2 separate regions of the Mus musculus genome follow, and region 1 is linked to region 2. Evidence: chromatin contacts called from public promoter capture Hi-C data. All regions are on one chromosome and are shown on one strand. Each heading gives the region's core, a stretch centred on a gene start, on an enhancer-like site or on the middle of the called end of the contact. The rest is flanking DNA. Distances are from core to core; before and after follow the strand shown. Region 1 overlaps Adat1 (adenosine deaminase, tRNA-specific 1). Region 2 holds the start of Znrf1 (zinc and ring finger 1).

Region 1 (3,364 bases), core at 406-2,905, 440 kb after region 2:
GGCTTTTACACTGAGAAGTTCTGTCTCCACAAACAAACAAAAAACAAAGACATCTCAAAAAAAAAAAAAAAAATCCCTCATCTGACATCTCCCTGTCGCCCATACTTAAGTAGCTTGAAAATAAAACCTCTCACCTGGGCTGGTGAGGTGGCTCAGGAGGAAGGTGCTGGCTGCTCAGAGTGATGACCCGTCCAGGTTGGATTTCTGGCCTCTGTACATGTACTATGGCATGTGTAAATGTGTGCACATTCATGTGCTATGGGATATGTGAGTGCATGCATAGGTGCATACAAAACAAACAAACAAACAATGTATGAATGTAGTTAAAATCTCTCAGCCCGGGTTGGTGAGATGGCTCAGCAGTCCAGAGTGCATATTGGCTTTACAGAGGACCTCAACTCGGTTCTCAGTACCAGAGTCTGGTGGCTCCACCTCCTCATTCAGCAGCCCCTGGCCTCTGTGGTCATCTTCACCCAAGTGTAGACTCTCACACACACACACACACACACACACACACACACACACACACACGTAAAAACAAACAAGCAAACCCCCCTGCTCATCCTTTTCAGTGAGCTGTTTCGTGATCTTTCCAGAATATTCTAGTGTCTCAATGGACACAGAGGCTGTTTTTCTTCGGGATAAAGAGAATTAGCCTCTACTATGCAGAGTAAAAACCAAGCTTCTTAACATGAGCATCTTTTATGAGGTTATTGGTATTTCCCATTGTTTTACACACTCCCTTCTTGAGTCTAACAATGCCATCTGAGGTCCCCAGAGAGTCCAGAGGGGGCCTCACAATGCATTCACTTAGGGATGAGCGGTGAGGGGCCTGCTTCTTCTAGCAGCTGCTGGTCCTAGGATAGAGTGAGCTGGAATCCCTGTACCAGTAATGTTCAAAGGTCATTAGGTGGCTACAAGGGAAATCAATTTTGCAAAATGCCATTTCGCTCAGTTCTGACACTGCTTAACTTTGCTTTACAGTTGGCAAGTAAGCTGGGAGAGGCTGAGTGCTTTGCCTAGTTACCCCTGGGAGAAATGGTACCAGGGTCTGATACTGGCCCCTTCAGTCCCCAAGGTTTTGCTGCCCTGCAGAGTCTTCCTTCTAATTCATATTCTGTCTGTCAGTCAGTCTGTCTGTCTCTATCCTTATCTTGCAGATAAGGATTAAGTTCTCAGCCTGCCTACTGTCATGCTCCCACTATGATGGTCTTGGACTCACCCTCTGAGACCTAAGCTGCCATTAAAAGCTTCCTCCTGTGGGTTGCCCTGGCCATGGTGCTTGGTCACAGCAGGAGAAAAGTAACTAAGACAAGTGGTCTACCCACGAACTCTCGTTGAACAGATAAAAGAACATTGCAGCCCACAGAACAGCTGGCCTTGCCCCCAACTCATACAGACAATAGGGTTAGAAGGTGACACACTCCAGGTCACACAGGGAACACTGACACACTGTGACAGGCTGGAGAGCTGCACCATAGCACTGGAGAGGTGATCCTCCTGATTCAGGGGGTAGCGGTAGCTGAGTTGGCCTCTAGAAGTGTGAGGGTAAAGACTCTAAGAGAAGCCACAGTCAGCAGAGTGGGGGCCAAAGAGGAGACTGAGTCAGTCCCAAACAGATCCAGAGCACAGCAGGAAACCCGCCCCTCTACCACAGGAAACACAAGAAACAAAGCACAGACCTTTGTAACCCTGATTCCTTAGATAAGCAACCAAAGGTACAGCCAAGCAAAAGAGAAAGTACATAAATTTGACCTTATTAAAATTCAAAACTTTTGTGCAGTAAAAGGCGCTATCAAAACAGGGAGCAGCAGAGAGGACTCAGTGGTTAGGAGCACTGGCTGCTCTGCCGAATCCTGGTTCAATTCCCAGCACTCTCAAGATGGCTCTCAAAACTGTAACTCTAGTTCCAGGGACTCTGACACCCGTTTCTGGCCTCTGTGAGCACTGCACACACATAGTGCCCAGACATATATGGAGGAAAAAGACCTACACACATAAAGTAAAATGAACAAAATCCTTTTTAAAAAAGTAAAAAGGGCTGGGTCTGGAGGCACATGCCTAGGTGGGAGGATCTCTGTGAGTTCAAGGCCAGCCTGGTCCATAGAGACCTGAGTTTGGTCCTTGGGATCCACAAGGTGGAAGAGGAGAACTGAACCCCACAAAATGTATTCTGACCTCCACACGGTCCCCCAAAATACATGGATGTAATTTAAAAATTAAAAATAAAGACAAATCAGTTACAGAATGGGCAAGGAACGAGAGCAGATATTTCTCCAAAGAAGACTACAAATGGTTAGCAAGCACACAGCACATAAAAGATGCCCGTAGTATCAGTGACTGGGAAATGCAGAGCGAAACAAGGAGCAGCCCTTCAGACCTGACAGCAATCACAAGCGTGGGGCAGGATGCAAGGCAGCTGGGGCTCCTCTCCAGGGTTCGTGGGAATGGCCATGGCACAGGTGCTGGGAAGATGGTTCACTCATCCTAAAAAGCTAGCCATGTGGTAACCACATGGCCCGCTATTTCACTGGTATGTGTGTTCCCTAGGAGGAATTACAGCATACAAGACAGGTACCTGGTTGTTCACACCAGCACCATTTGTAATAGCAGCCTGGAGCAGAACGTCCCCAAGGCCTCACTGAAGAGAGGAGAGGCCAATGAGGGGTAAGCAAGCTGCTCACCCATGCAGTGAACATGGCGCCAGTGCACACAGCGAGTGCGCTGTGAGACATGTTGGGTAGGTGAGGCAGACACAGAGGACCATGGGGAAACCACGGGGAAACCACGGGAAAGGGCTGCATTTATAGGAAGTATCCAGAAGACAGAAACAGAGAAAGTAAGTGTAGCAAAGGAGGGATTTCCAAGGGCCAAGGAGGAGGAGGATGTGAGGGAGGAGGAGGAGGGGGAGGAGGGGGAGGAGGAGGAGGAGGAGGAGGAGGAGGAGGAGGAGGAGGAGGAGGAGGAGGAGGAGGAAAGAGTAATTAGTTTCCTTTTGGGGGAAATGAAAAAGTCTCAGAATTGGATAGGAAGGGTTGAATTCATAGCTACCCTCTCCCCAGCCCCAGAAAGCTGTACCTGGCCCTAGGGCTTCCAATCTCTTTCTTTGTTGTTCCCTGTGGAAAACCATTGGCTGTAACATCCAAGGGCTGCTGAGGGACAGCGCTCCAGCTGATAGCTAGGAAGAGAGGAATCCTGGGGTTAAAACCTGGCCAGAGGCTTCTCTCGGCAGTGGGCAGCAGGTAGAACAGAGCTAGAACTGGTCAAAGTGCAGAGTTAATGTCCACTCAGTGTAGCCCCGAATGGGACAACTGCATCAATCCCCACTTCCAAGGCTCGGGGCGCACAGCAGTGGAAGAACGAA
Region 2 (3,484 bases), core at 971-3,470:
TTTTAGAAGTGCACACATTCCTGATTTAGACACAGATAATATTCTGGATATTATCTCAGTGTGTTTGTTTTATTTTTTTTAAAGATTTATTTATTACATGTAAGTACACTGTAGCTGTCTTCAGACACACCAGAAGAGAGCGTCAGATCTCGTTACAGATGGTTGTGAGCCACCACGTGGTTGCTAGGATTTGAACTCTGGATCTTCGGAAGAGCAATCGGGTGCTCTTACCCACTGAGCCATCTCACCAACCCTTACGTTTATTTTTATAAAATTTTATTTACTAATTTTTTTTTCAAGACAGGGTTTCTTTGTATAGCCCTGGCTGTCCTGGAACTCACTTTGTAGACCAGGCTGGTCTGGAACTCAAAAATCCGCCTGCCTCTGGCTCCCAAGTGCTGGGATTAAAGGCATGTGCCACCATGCCCGGCTACTAATTTTTTTTTATATATGAATGACTGTATGTATGCATGTATCATGCCTCTGGGGTTATGGATGGCTGTGAATCACCACATAGGTGCTTGGGATGAACCTGGGGCCTCTCTAAGAACAAACGCTCTTAACCCCTGTGCCAACTCTCCAGCCCCTAGATACACACACGCAATTTGGTTTTTTGTAACAGAGTTTCTGTGTGGCCTTAGCTGTACTGGAACTTGGTTTGTAGACCAGGCTGGCATGGAATTCAGAGATTGTCCTGCCTCTACCTCTCGAGTGGTGGGATTAAGGTGAGCACCACAGCCATGAAAATTTTTGCATTGGCTTTTCTTTTTCTTTTCTTTTCTTTTCTTTTTTTTTTCGAGACAGGGTTTCTCTGTATAGCCTTGGCTGTCCTGGAACTCACTCTGTAGACCAGGCTGGCCTCGAACTCAGAAATCCTCCTGTCTCTGCCTCCCAAGTGCTGGGATTAAAGGCATAGGCCACCACTGCCCAGCTTGTTCGAAGCTTTTAGCTCACCCCCAGCACTCTGTGCTTGCAAACAACCATCTTTCTGTGGCCTTCCAGGCTAGTCACACTGGAAGAGACAAGTCTATTAGCCCCTTTAAATCTCCCTCCAATTCCATTTTCGGAAGCACGGAGCCCACTTGACAGAGTGACAAGAGAAGGTCAGGTTAGTGACTGGGTGATGCTTACGGTGCTCAGAGCTGAGCACTTGAAAAATTATTTGCTCAAAGAATAAGCAAAGTGAAAATATGAGAAAGACTGGGACTGACCTGGCAAGGTGAGTCTCTGTTGCAAAATGCAATTTGGTCAACAAATATTTATTGAGTACTGTGCCCTTGCCTTGTGGCTCTATGTCAAAATATGGCTCTATGTCAAAATACATGATAAACAAAACAGCAATCGGCCTTGGGCAAGGAGTTTCTAAAACAGCTTTCCCGCTGCATGGTTCTTACTTTTTTTTTTTTTTTAATCCACCTATTGATTTTGAGGATTATATTCTAGCCTAAGGAATCGATTCAGACCCAAATAGTTGGTTCTGATCTAACGACAGCAAAGTCTAGGCGCCACTGGGGCACTGTTGTATCTCCTAACAGCTAATCCCAAATGTGTTTGGGTCCAAGCTGATTCCCTCCTCCCCCCCCCCCCCCGCCCCCCATGCTAAACTTCCTAAGGTTGGCTGGGGTCCTTGGATGGAGAACCTCCAAACGAATGGACAGCATATCCACCAGAGGGTGCTGTGAGGGCAGGTCTGTGGCGGGAGGGGAGCTCCCCCAGTGACCCTTCAAACCCAGGTAGGCTTTATTAGTTGGTTTTTCTTTCTTCTCGGTGTTTCCTTCCTACCCGCTAAAACCGTCGTTACCCCTCCCCCCACTCAGGGTCTCGTTTTGAAGACATTGATTCGACTTTCGCCGCGACTCCAGCAGAGCTGTGATCCAGAGGAAGTCTGACCTCTGTCGCAGACGCCCGGCGGCTGGAGACGTCCTGTCCCTGGACCGCCCGGGGCGCAGGCGGTAGGTGGGTGGGGACCTCCAAGGCCGCAGCTCGCTGCTGCGCCGCAGGGGCCGCGAAGGGGTTAACCCGGCGGGGGGGGGGGTGCGGGAGGAGGGAGGGGGCGCGGGCCGCGCGTGCGCTCTGCCGCCCTCCATTGTCTCCACGGCGGCGAGGAGCGCCGGCGAGCGCAGCCCGGGACGGAGCGGGGCGGTGCGGCTGGCTGGCGGGGCCGGCGGCGGCTGGAGCCGGAGCGCGACGCCACGCGACCGCGGCTTCCAGAGCTCCGCCTGGCTGCCCCACCGCCGCGAGCCCTCCCGAAGCCTGGAGGAGTGAGGGCCGCCGGCGCGGGCTGAGGAGTCCTGAGACGGGGGACGCGAACGGCGCGGCGCCCGGAGCCTCCGCCGCTTCCTGCTGCGGGCGAGCGGCCTCCTCCGGCTCCTCCCTCCCTTCGCTGCGGCTCCTTAGGCTCCGGAGCCCGGGGGCGGCCTGTGGCGCGAGGCGCCGGCTCTGGACCGCGCTTCTTCGGACCTTAAGGGGAACATGCATTCGGCTTGGACAGTTTGAAATTCTTAGTTTGGGGTCCCCGCTCGCTTGCTTTTTCCACCCCGCGGATTTTTTTTGAGGATTCCCCCCCTCACCTTTTTTCATTTTTCTCCCCTCGGGGCTCTTTTGTGACTCTCCCCAACCCCAACCCTCCGCCTTTATGTTCGCCCAGACCTCCACCCGCTTCTGAGTAGTGGGGGAGGGTTTCAGCCTCCACGTTCCCGCCCCACCGGGGCCCCGGCGAACATGGGGGGCAAGCAGAGCACGGCGGCCCGCTCTCGGGGCCCCTTCCCGGGGGTCTCTACGGATGACAGCGCCGTGCCGCCGCCGGGAGGGGCGCCCCACTTTGGGCACTACCGGACGGGCGGCGGGGCGATGGGGCTGCGCAGCCGCTCGGTCAGCTCGGTGGCGGGCATGGGCATGGACCCCAGCACGGCCGGAGGGGTGCCCTTTAGTCTCTACACCCCCGCCTCCCGCGGGACCGGCGACTCCGAGAGGGCGCCGGGCGGCGGAGGGTCCACGTCGGACTCCACCTATGCCCACGGCAATGGTTACCAAGAGACCGGCGGCGGTCACCATAGAGACGGGATGCTGTACCTGGGCTCCCGAGCCTCGCTGGCGGATGCTCTACCTCTGCACATCGCACCCAGGTGGTTCAGCTCGCACAGTGGTGAGTCCGCGGGTGACGGAGGCCTTGAAGGGTGGAGTGCAAGGGAGGGCGCGCCGGGGCGCCCGAAACCTCTTAATGTGCTAAGGTATGGGTATGAAGCTAACTCCTGCCCTTCCCCTGGTTCCTTCCATGTCAGAGGATGAATAGGATCAAATAAGATAACTACTGCCTAGGGGGAAAGCTGCCTACTAGGCGTGTGGAGCCGGGTACCTTAGGACTGCAGGCATGTGTTCACTTGTGGATGGCTGAGTGAAACCTGCCTATTGAGGTCGCATTTATTAGCGTCATGATCCTCAAAGGTCTTCTTGTCTGAGACTCTTCATTTCTGCCGCTGCAGCA

The links. Promoter capture Hi-C pulls out the DNA fragments that hold promoters and counts their contacts.
Region 1: a promoter capture Hi-C map of the HPC-7 cell line shows a contact between it and region 2. The contact joins the enhancer-like site here to the promoter of Znrf1 in region 2. A contact is called at or near these places in 8 of 39 promoter capture datasets (the 3T3-L1 cell line, the HPC-7 cell line, cranial neural crest and 4 more) and 2 of 115 datasets of contacts at active chromatin or transcription factors (T-cell acute lymphoblastic leukemia and microglia).

Annotation. Positions count from the first base shown.
Region 1 is chr8:111,974,961-111,978,324 of GRCm38.p6, forward strand. Adat1 (adenosine deaminase, tRNA-specific 1) reads right to left here. Exons shown (of 10, transcript NM_013925.5): 8 at 3,079-3,178. Among named protein-coding and RNA genes, the nearest start is that of Adat1, 16 kb to the right of the region's middle. Within about 2 kb of position 1,656, at least 49 of the 459 cell types and tissues checked have an H3K27ac peak or open chromatin away from gene starts, as enhancers often do. A contact at or near this core is called in the HPC-7 cell line, T-cell acute lymphoblastic leukemia and liver, where this site is marked.
Region 2 is chr8:111,534,420-111,537,903 of GRCm38.p6, forward strand. It overlaps Znrf1 (zinc and ring finger 1), which reads left to right and starts at 2,221. Exons shown (of 4, transcript NM_133206.4): 1 at 2,221-3,145. The coding sequence starts at 2,722.